Regions from separate parts of the Pan troglodytes genome. Here region 1 is linked to region 2. A link is a contact called in public Hi-C data. All regions are on one chromosome and are shown on one strand. The core of a region is the stretch at or near the end of the contact, and the rest is flanking DNA. Distances in the headings are between cores, read along the strand shown. Region 1 has its middle 34 kb from the start of DKK3. Region 2 overlaps USP47 (ubiquitin specific peptidase 47).

What was found. A called contact is a pair of places that touch in the nucleus more often than the background predicts.
Region 1: a Hi-C map of induced pluripotent stem cells shows a contact between it and region 2, with 4 times the contacts expected there. The contact joins two enhancer-like sites. A contact is called at or near these places in 4 of 7 Hi-C or Micro-C datasets (blood, induced pluripotent stem cells and stem cell-derived neural progenitor cells).

Annotation. Positions count from the first base shown.
Region 1 is chr9:16,198,448-16,203,660 of NHGRI_mPanTro3-v2.0_pri, forward strand. No RefSeq gene overlaps it. Among named protein-coding and RNA genes, the nearest start is that of DKK3, 34 kb to the left of the region's middle. Within about 2 kb of position 2,239, at least 10 of the 24 cell types and tissues checked have an H3K27ac peak or open chromatin away from gene starts, as enhancers often do. A contact at or near this core is called in induced pluripotent stem cells, where this site is marked.
Region 2 is chr9:16,096,043-16,101,294 of NHGRI_mPanTro3-v2.0_pri, forward strand. It overlaps USP47 (ubiquitin specific peptidase 47), which reads left to right. Exons shown (of 28, transcript XM_001171097.6): 19 at 1,307-1,426; 20 at 3,215-3,992. Among named protein-coding and RNA genes, the nearest start is that of DKK3, 68 kb to the right of the region's middle. Within about 2 kb of position 1,604, at least 1 of the 24 cell types and tissues checked has an H3K27ac peak or open chromatin away from gene starts, as enhancers often do. A contact at or near this core is called in induced pluripotent stem cells, where this site is marked.

The DNA of each region.
Region 1 (5,213 bases), core at 989-3,488, 100 kb after region 2:
CCAGAGTCCTTGTGCACTGTTGGTGGGAACATAAAAAGTTACAGCTGCTGTGGAAAAGAGTACGGAAGTTCCTCAAAAAAAAAAAAATGAGTGAAGCTGCCCACAGTGCGTTAATATCACAGAAAGATTGTAGAAAGATACGCATAACATGGTTGCATTTTCATCGTGGGAAAAACGATGCACTGTATGTATAAAAAGAATGTGTTTGATGATGTAACCATGAGTAAAAAACAGGAAGCATATCAAACCGTTAATGGTTCTGAATGGGTAGGCTTGCAACATTCCTTTGTGGTTATTTACATGCCTGTCTTGTCCCATCTATCTGTCAAGCTCCATTGGCTTGTCTTATTCATCCTTTCTTCCCCACTTACGCAGCACTGGTTCTTGGGCATGTGAGGGTTTGGTAAAGTTTTGCAGAATTGAATTGCTAATCATTGCCTCCCCACTTGCTCACCTATACTACAAACCAGAACTTGTTCAACGTCATACGGCTACCTTTAAATATTCTTGTTTTAAGTCTAAGTTCCAAAATATTATATTAGTAAATATGCTGACTTCCCTATACTACACTCCTCAAGACTTAATGCACAGAAATCCTTAGTAAGTGGGAAGAAACAAAAGATTTGAACAATAAAAATGCTGCAGGAATCCAGCACTGTTTGAAGGTTGCCTTTCTCCGAAGGTTACTGTTGAGAAAGAGAGGAGAGAGAGACCAACGTATCTCCCTGTACCTTGAAAGCTATTCTCCTCCAAGACATCTATCAAGAGTTTCTGTCCATGTGGGTTATGGAAATGGTGTTAACTCATGCAGAATTTTAATTACTTGTCTCAGGGGCCAAATGTATTTATGTATGTATCCATGTCATGATTATTTATTCGTTCAATGAATGTTCAGAATCCTACAATATACCAGCTGTAATGCCTCATCATGAAATGTAAAACTGAAGAAAGCGGGGTTCTATTCTCAACGAGGGAGCCTCTGCCCTCACTTTTCTTTTTCATCACTTGAGCACCAATACCGAGCAGCCTCGTCTGTTTTTTTTTTGCTTGTTTGTTTCCCCCCTGACATAGCATAAACTTAACTCTAGACGATTGTGTAGGATTGCTGCTGGAGTCCTGGATGCTAGTCTTTTATTTTATTTTTTAGTGACACTCACTCACTTTGTGTCCTAAAGCAAGCCCAGTTCCGTCTCTGTGCCTTGGTCTCGCCTCAGACAAATGGGGTATCCATTTGCCCTGCCAAACTCTAAGGGGTATTGTGAGGGCCAGACAGGGCAACAGATGCTGAAAGCATTTGAAATGAACAGAGCTGTGTAGAAGTGTCAGGCAGTACTCTTCCTGTGCCCCGGGTCACCGTAACTTGAAGAGCATCTGGACATATGTCAGAGAAAATAAAAACTGTTTTTGTTTCTCAGTGAAAATACCTGCCTTTTGAGACTTTCATTTAAAATGAAAACATTCCAAAGTAGTATGTGATCTTGAACAAGTCATTTTCCTCTCTGAGTCTCAGTTTATTCTCCTATAAAATAAGCCAGTGAGACTAGATGGATACATTTCAAATTCTGCTCTAGAAAATTCTTCACTGGGAAGAGATTCTTTTATCCCCACATCTGCAACCAGAACCGCCATATATTTTTCAAATTTTACCATTTTACTTATTTGGCTTCTATGTGAGGTCTTTTTGGTTTTCTTTTTCTTTTAAAGTGAAAGTAAGTTTATTAACAAAGTAAGAAAATAAAAGAATGGCTACTCCATAGTCAGGGCAGTGGCTTTTGTTTTTGTTTTGTTTTGTTTTGTTTTTTCTCCTAAATAAAAATCCTAAGGCTAAAACAAAAAAAGAAAACCAGAACACGGCTAGATCACCTGTAGGGCCATTCTTCCCGGCCTTCGTGTCTGCACACGGAAGACCCACGTGCTTTCTGCTTAACGTGTGTGCATTCCTCTTGTATGTGTCAGGCGTGCACGAGGCCTCTCAGGACAGAATTCCTTTGCAGGGGGATTGACAATGAGTCATAACCTGCTTGACTTTTAAGTGTGCACTCAGAGATGACCATTTTTTATAGCAGAATTCCCGAGTCTAAACAACCTTTGGCAGCTGAAGACTGAGAATGAAATTCACCAACCAGTCCAGGGAAAACCTCTTCCAAAAGCTGTAATATTTTTGTTGGATGCAGGTGTGACCCGTGGTCTTGCCGTGGGGGAAGGGAATGGCTGTGGGAACAGTGCCACCTTGTGGCCATTTTTTATGAGCAGACACTGGGTGCTCCCTGAGCTGAGGGTAGGTTCCTGGATGGTTACACTCCTGAAGAGGGACTTTCATTTTGGGATTGGGAAGGGGCCCAGAGATACACTGAGACCAGAGCCAGTCCCCACCTGGCAGCAAGCTCAGCTGCCTGAGTCAGAAGCCCTTCTCCAAAGCTACCACACTCCTGAGGCCCAGGAAGGCTGCCAGGCTGGGCGTGTGGTTTTTGGGAGGGTCGTGTGGCTGTCACTAGCAGGAACGTGTCTGGATATGGGAGTGGGAGGCAGAGTCTGAGAGGAGACAGAACAAATTTCACAATGGCCATGTCTGAGCCCCAGTTGGGAAGACGGTGACCCAGGAAGTATGCAAAGTGGTAGCAGAAGGGTGGTGTCCTCTTGTCTAGAAACCCGGGAGGCCTACAAAGCAGAGAGGACTCTACCTGTCCCCTCACGCCTGACCGTAGCCTGGGGCCTAAATGAGCCCTCCTGCTCTCCGCCTTGCTGCCACGCCACCATCCCTGGCACAGGGTTCCTGGGAGGACAAAACGAGATGCATGAGGCTTAACACAGCACCTGGTGCGTGGGAAGCCCTCAGACATCCCTGTGCCTGTCCCCTCCCTCTCCTACTCTGTGCACTAGACATTGGAGTGACAACAATGAACCCAGCACAGCTGCTGTCAGAACTCACAGGCTGGCTGGGCGTGATGGTGCACACCTGTAATCCCAGGACTTTGGGAGGCTGAGATGGGAGGATTGCTTCAGTCTGGGAGTTGGAGACTAGCTTAGGTAACATATGGAGATTCCGTTGTTACAAAAGATAAAAAACAATCAGCCAGGTGTGGTGGCACGCTCCTATAGGTTCAGCTACTCAGGAAGCTAAGGTAGTGATCACTTGAGCCCAGGAAGATGAGGCTGCAGTGAGCTGTGATCACACAACTGCACTCCAACCTGGGTGACAGAGTGAGACCCTGTCTCAAAAAAATAAAAAATAAGAAGGACAGGTGTGGTGGCTCATGCCTGTAATCCCAGCACTTTGGGAGGCCGAAGTGGGAAGATTATTTGGAGTCAGGAGTCCAAGACTAGCCTAGGCAACTTAACAAGACCCTGTCTCCACAAAAAAATATAAAAATTAGCCAGGCATGGTGGTGTGCCCTGCAGTCCCAGCTACTCAGGAGGCTGAGGTGGAGGATTGCTGGAGCCCAGGAGTTCAAGACTGCAGTGAGCCATGATTATGCCACTGCACTCCAGCCTAGGGGACAGAGTGAGACCCTGTCTCAAAAAAAAAAAAAAAAAAAAAGGTAAAAAGAAACACCATAAAAATAAATTTAATAATAATATATTTAATAAGATATATCCAATATCTTGTCATTTTAAAATGTAATTAAAATAAAATTCAGTAATTAAAATAAAATTCATCAACTTCCCTAAGAGCTGGAAAATTAATGAAATATTTTATATTCTTGTTTTCTATGCTGCTTGAAATTCTGTGCGTATTTTACACCCACAGCACATCTCAATTTGGACTCACCACATTTCAAGCACTAAATAGCCACATGTGGCTAGTGGCTACTGCACTGCACAGCACAGGGCTGGTGCAAGGAAAGGCGCTCACACACATATACACAATACACACACATGCACAAATACACACATACACACACACATATCCACACACATACAAACACACACATGCACATACACACACATGCACACACACATACACACACATACAAACATATATACACACACACATATACACACCCAGAGGTCAGTAAGTTACTGGTCAGAAACTTTATAAGGGGCACAAAGTTGGTGGGTGATATGGTTGGGCTCTCTGTCCCCACCCAAATCTCATCTAGAATTGTAATCCCCACGTGTGGAGGAAGGGACCTGGTAGGAGGTAATTGGATCATGGGGCCTGTTTTCCCCCTTGCTATTCTCGTGATAGTGAGTTCTCATGAGATCTAATGGTTTAAAAGCGTGTGGTAGATTCCCTTGCTCTCTCTCCTGCCACCATGTGAAGAAGGTCCTTGCTTCCTCTTCGCCTTCCGCCATGATTGTTAGTGTCGTGAGGCTTCCCAGTCATGCTTCCTGTTAAGCCTGTGGAACTGTGAGTCAGTTAAACCTCTTTTCTTTATAAATTATCCCGTCTGAGGCAGTTCTTTACAGCAGTGTGAAAATGGAGTAATACAGTGGGGGAGGCTAACTTGGACTGGGAAGGTCAGAAAAGTCATCTTGGAGGAGGTGGTGTTTAAACCTGGCTGGCTGGCTGCATGAGACTTGAAAGTGAAGCGATGGAGAAAGGCTGGAGGGTGGGAGAGGGGTTGGCCTGTCCATGCACCATCCAGGCACCTTCTGATAGAATGAGAGTGAGTGAACTACAGCTCTCAAGCCAAACTCTGCCTGCCACCTGTGTCTGTATGCCCTAAGAGCTAAGAATGGTTTTCACATTTTCTTTTAGACAGGGTCTTGTTCCAGTGCCCAGGTGGGAGTGCAGTGGCATGATCTCGGTTCACTGCAGCCTTGATCTCTGGGGCTCATTCGATCCTCCTACCTCAGCCTCCTCACCTCAGCAGCCTCACCACCTCCCTCATCTCCACTCAACCTCTCCACTCCGGCCACCCTGACCGCTTTAATGCCCTGGTGATCACCCTCCCCTTCTCCTCCAGGGCTTTCCCTGGCTGCCCCCTCCACTGCAAAGTCCTTTCCTATCTCCTCTCTCCTTGTGGCCAACTCCTCCACCTCAGAGACCAGCCTTGACTTCACATCCTCGCCTGCTTCCCAGTTACCTCCAAAAGGGCCTCTGCCAAGCCATCCTCTCTGGTTTCTCTCTGAAAATCCAGGTTGGCACAGTGTGAAGAGTGCACAGGGGCCTAGAGGCCTGGGCTCTGGAATGCTCCCGTTTCCAGACTCAGCTGCCTCCCCTGCCTCTTCCCCAGGGCTGCCAGTAAAGTGCCTTTTCCCTGCAGAAA
Region 2 (5,252 bases), core at 354-2,853:
CATTCAAATTTTGGGGGGCAAAAGGATTAGTCCACACCAGACAAATGATTATCATCCTTACAAGGGTCCTGTACTCTGCAGAACCCTGAGCATACAAACGGCAGATTTTGCAGGGTTCTTGAACCATAGGTTAATATTCCCTGGTGTAGTGGAAATTGTTCCATAATTACAAGTTGAGTCCAGTTTTCAGTCATTCATCTTATGGTAGTCTTGTCTTTCATCTCATTATCTGGGGTTGTAAATACCTGTTTAGCAGAGTTGTAGTGAACATTAATGAAAAATAAATAAATGCTCTGAGGAAAAAAATTGTAAGGTATTATGTAAGAGTTGGTGGTTATTATGTTCTAAAAAAAAGTTTATATTTTGACTTCTGTATATGACTTCTAACAATTTTGCTAAAGTAATAACCAAGAAACAAATCATTTTGTGAAATTATATTTTATGATTAAATTGCTTGTAAATGCATACTATGTTGGTATAATATACTGTATATTACATTTTTAAAATATGAATGACAAATGTAAAAAAATTTAGTTTAATAAGCACTCACACATAATACAAAAGAAAGAGACACAGTAGTTTCTTCCCCAAGAAGTTAATAATCTTACTGAGAAAAATATGTCTATAGAGAATAAAGGCAGTCACAAAACATCATGTAAACAAATACAGTATTTTTAACCAGCCTGCTTAAGAATTAGGTAGTTATAATTGATGACCTTAGTTGCATTGAAAAGAAATTGTGTTTTTTAAATGTAAAGTATTTTTATCTGCTGCTTTCATGTCAATTTATAAAATGACTCCAAAAATTAAAGATGTGGACTTTCAGAAAAACTTAAAATTTTCCCTACTAATCTTCTCATTTTACACAAAGGAAAATTGCTTATTGCTTTAATAAAAGTATTAAAAACTATTCACAGATTATAGAAAGGCCTGTCAAAAGCCAAGAAGTTCAACATTTTGGTATCAGCAGTCAAAAAGTCAGTTACGCAGTTTCTTTGGAATCAGATCACTCATTTACTTGGCAAGTTTGAGAGGAATAGAGATTCTAGGAAAAAATCCTTACCTTTAAAATAGTTTCAGAGCATACATTTATAAGTGGTACTTTGTTCTCCTGATTTGCAGTATAATTTATGGCTGTAAGTATTTTTTCCCTTCAATTATTCAAAAATTTTAAAACCTCTACTAAAATTATGTTTCTCTCTGCTGCTTTTAAGAAGAACTCAGCAGTGTCTTGCTTTCCCATATTTTTAAGTCAAGCAGAATTATTTTTGAAAGAGTACTTTTTATTAAATTGCTTTCATTATAGGCCATCCATTTACCTGCTGAAACAATGAGAATAGTGCTGGAACGCTGCTACAATGATTTGCGTCTTCTCAGTGTCTCCAGTAAAACCCTGAAAGCTGAAGGATTTTTTAGAAGTAACAAGGTATGTCATTTACTTTTTCATTACTATTTTCTATGCTGGTAGTAGTAAATGAAATTAGGTTCAATATTATAAGCCTGGCCTCCACAGCTGTTCAACATCTGTCTGGAACTTAATTTAAAATTCTCAACCCAGTAATTACCTTCCTTTGTAGTCAGGTCAGGTCAGGCTCCCTTCTGTCCTGTGAATCAGTCCTACTGGTTCTCCTCTTCTTTGCCTTTGTTCATGTGCACTCCCACCTGGAGTGTTCTTCCTCCTCTCCCTGCATTTTTTTTTTTCAGTCTCCAGATTAGTCCTACCTCTTTGGTGAAGACTTCATAACCATTTCTTCCCACAGTGATTATGTCCCCTGGATTTTGTTTATTCTTGAGCTTGTCCCATAAAGCAGTGCTTCATGGTGAGGGTCAGAGGCATACCTGGTATAGAGAAAATTATAATCTTGAGTTCACCCAACATTATTCCTTTTGCCTACTCATTTTTCTCTGTTGGAAATGAGAAAGTTCATGTTAATCCTCTTCTTTTGTCTTGCTATTATTATGTGTTTGATCATTTATCATTTTTCATATGTGTTTTTATCACTCTAGTCTCATTCATCTTAGTACAGTCTAGTCTTTTATCTCATTTAACTTTTTTAGTATTTTATTACTAATATGTAATTTTTATTCACCTACACTTCTAAAACTTTTGTGTGGTGGGGGAGGGGATGTATGTGTATATGTGTGTGTATATGTAAAACATTAAAATTTCTAATCCCCTCCAGTACATTACTTTAGGGTAAGAAGTGCAGTAGGGATCTAACTTTTCTTTTTCCTTAAATGGTTAGCGTACTGGTTTCAATTTGTAACATTTACTGAATAGGATAATGATAGTGTTATCCTTTTATGCAAAACCCAACATGCTATTTATAATTGTCAAATTTATGCCAAGTACGAATTTCATTTTTAAAAAAGATTTATTATGGAAAATTTCAAACATAAACAAAAGTAGAGAAAATAGGGAAAATAGAGTGAACCCCCACACATCCCCATCTCTCAGCTTCCACAGTGATCATCTCGTTTCATCTATAATTTAACCACCTACTTCGCCCAGATTATTTGATAAACTTCCTCAGGATCATATCATTTCATCTATAGATAATATGAACATATATATCTAAATGAAGAGAACTCTTTTAAAAAAATGACAATTACATTATATACCTAAGAAATACCTTAATATCAGTCAATATCTAGTCAGTGTTCAAATTTCTCTGATTGTCTTAGAAAATTTTTTTCTGTAAATTTTCCTGTGTCTTTTTTGTTTGCTTCCTTGCAGTTTGTTACAAAGCGAAGTCATTTGCCCATTAAATTTTTCCATGATCTGGATTTTGGTGTTATATTCACAAGGTGTCTTTACACATGTTCCTGTGTCTGTAGTTCAGGCTAAACTTGGATTTCCTAAAGGTGAAAGATTTCTACAATCTAAAGAAAAACCAGAGTATTAATTTCCTAAAGAGAAGGATATATAATACACAACTTTCTGAAATTGGACAACCCAATAAACAAGATGTTTGTGTGTATGTGTATGTCCATACCATCTATCTTAGTGTAGTTTTATGGCTAGTTACAAAGACATTTGAGCCTAATATTCATTTTATTCAGTCTCCAAAACAATAGTGTCCTTCAGAAACTATATCATCACACATGTTATAACATAACTGTGTATTGTGTTGTATTGATGCAATATAATGATGATGATGAATGAGCATGTCACTAAAATTAATATATAATAAAACTCTGACTTACTATGTAGGTGTTTGTTGAAAGCTCCGAGACTTTGGATTACCAGATGGCCTTTGCAGAGTCTCATTTATGGAAACTCCTGGATCGGCATGCAAATACAATCAGATTGTTTGTTTTGCTACCTGAACAATCCCCAGGATCTTATTCCAAAAGGACAGCATACCAGAAAGCTGGAGGCGATTCTGGTAATGTGGATGATGACTGTGAAAGAGTCAAAGGACCTGTAGGAAGCCTAAAGTCTGTGGAAGCTATTCTAGAAGAAAGCACTGAAAAACTCAAAAGCTTGTCACTGCAGCAACAGCAGGATGGAGATAATGGGGACAGCAGCAAAAGTACTGAGACAAGTGACTTTGAAAACATCGAATCACCTCTCAATGAGAGGGACTCTTCAGCATCAGTGGATAATAGAGAACTTGAACAGCATATTCAGACTTCTGATCCAGAAAATTTTCAGTCTGAAGAACGATCAGACTCAGATGTGAATAATGACAGGAGTACAAGTTCAGTGGACAGTGATATTCTTAGCTCCAGTCATAGCAGTGATACTTTGTGCAATGCAGACAATGCTCAGATCCCTTTGGCTAATGGACTTGACTCTCACAGTATCACAAGTAGTAGAAGAACGAAAGCAAATGAAGGGAAAAAAGAAACATGGGATACAGCAGAAGAAGACTCTGGAACTGATAGTGAATATGATGAGAGTGGCAAGAGTAGGGGAGAAATGCAGTACATGTATTTCAAAGCTGAACCTTATGCTGCAGATGAAGGTTCTGGGGAAGGATATAAATGTATGTACTTCAAAAGAAAAATGGTCCTTGAAACAGCATCAGTTTTTCTCTCAGTTTATTTAAATTTTCAGTTAAGTGTTAGGTACTTAGTTCTAAGATCATTTGTAACTTTCTGGATTATAAGATTATTGACGCAGTTGTAATGAACACTGTTCTGAGACCTGTGCAGTAAATTAGATGGTAATTATATCAGAACTCTGAGATAAGAAGTAAAAAAAAAAAGTATTCAATGTTAGGAAGGAATTATGATATAATTACTAAGTAAAAAATTAGGGAATATATTAAAAAGTAAATAATATTTTTTAAAAGCTGAGACACTTTAGAAAATTTGATATTCAATGCCCAGGAAAATGTTTTATTTCTACAGGCTCTTCCCTCTCTCTATTTCCAATGCAAACAACAATTCCCTTGCTATACCCCCTTAAAAAGTCCTTAATCAACTGGGAAAGTCAGAGAAAGAAAAAGCACTCTTAAAATTTTTTCTGTTACTTTGAAGTAACTCCAAAGCAAGGAGTTACTAGAAATTCCAATGCATAATCTCAGAAAGAGGGAAAAGATCTGAGAGTTTGGGCATTTGGCATAAGCAGTAACAACAAAAACATTCCAGCATAGTATGAGACTTAAAATAAAAGAACCTTTATAAAACCTTAGACTGAGGCCAGCCAAATAATTAGCAAGGCAACCAGGTTTAGTATAAATCTTTCTTCAAGTGTAAAGGAGAAGTAGCTGGAAAAGTAAGTACTTTGCATTAGTTCTAGCAAAGCAAATATTAATATTACTCCTTATATTTTTATATTTTAGTTTTCAAAATGCTTATTTGTTCTCACTTAAAGCTTCTCCAAACTTTGTAAAGCAAACATTAGTATCCTGATGTGACAGGTAAGAAAGCCAAAGCTCATAGAGGATGAATGACTTGTCCAAAAGTGCATATATAGCTAGTAAATGGGACCATTACTAGAATTGAAGGCATCTAATTGTTCCTTTTACCTTTGGAAGGGAGCCCCACTCTTTATCCATCCAGTCATCCACCCATCCAAGTAACATTTTCTAAATCCATACTAGATGCCAGGCCCTGTGTAACTGTTAGAAGTAGAGACAACTGAGATGCAGCCTTATGCTTCATCTCATGGGGAGGAGGTGCACAGTCACCCACTCTGAAAATTAAGTGCTATGATGCTTGTAGTCTCAAAATTCTATCTGCTAATACAAAGTAGTAGAAATTATGAAATAATACAAGTATTTAAATTTGTGTTTTTAACT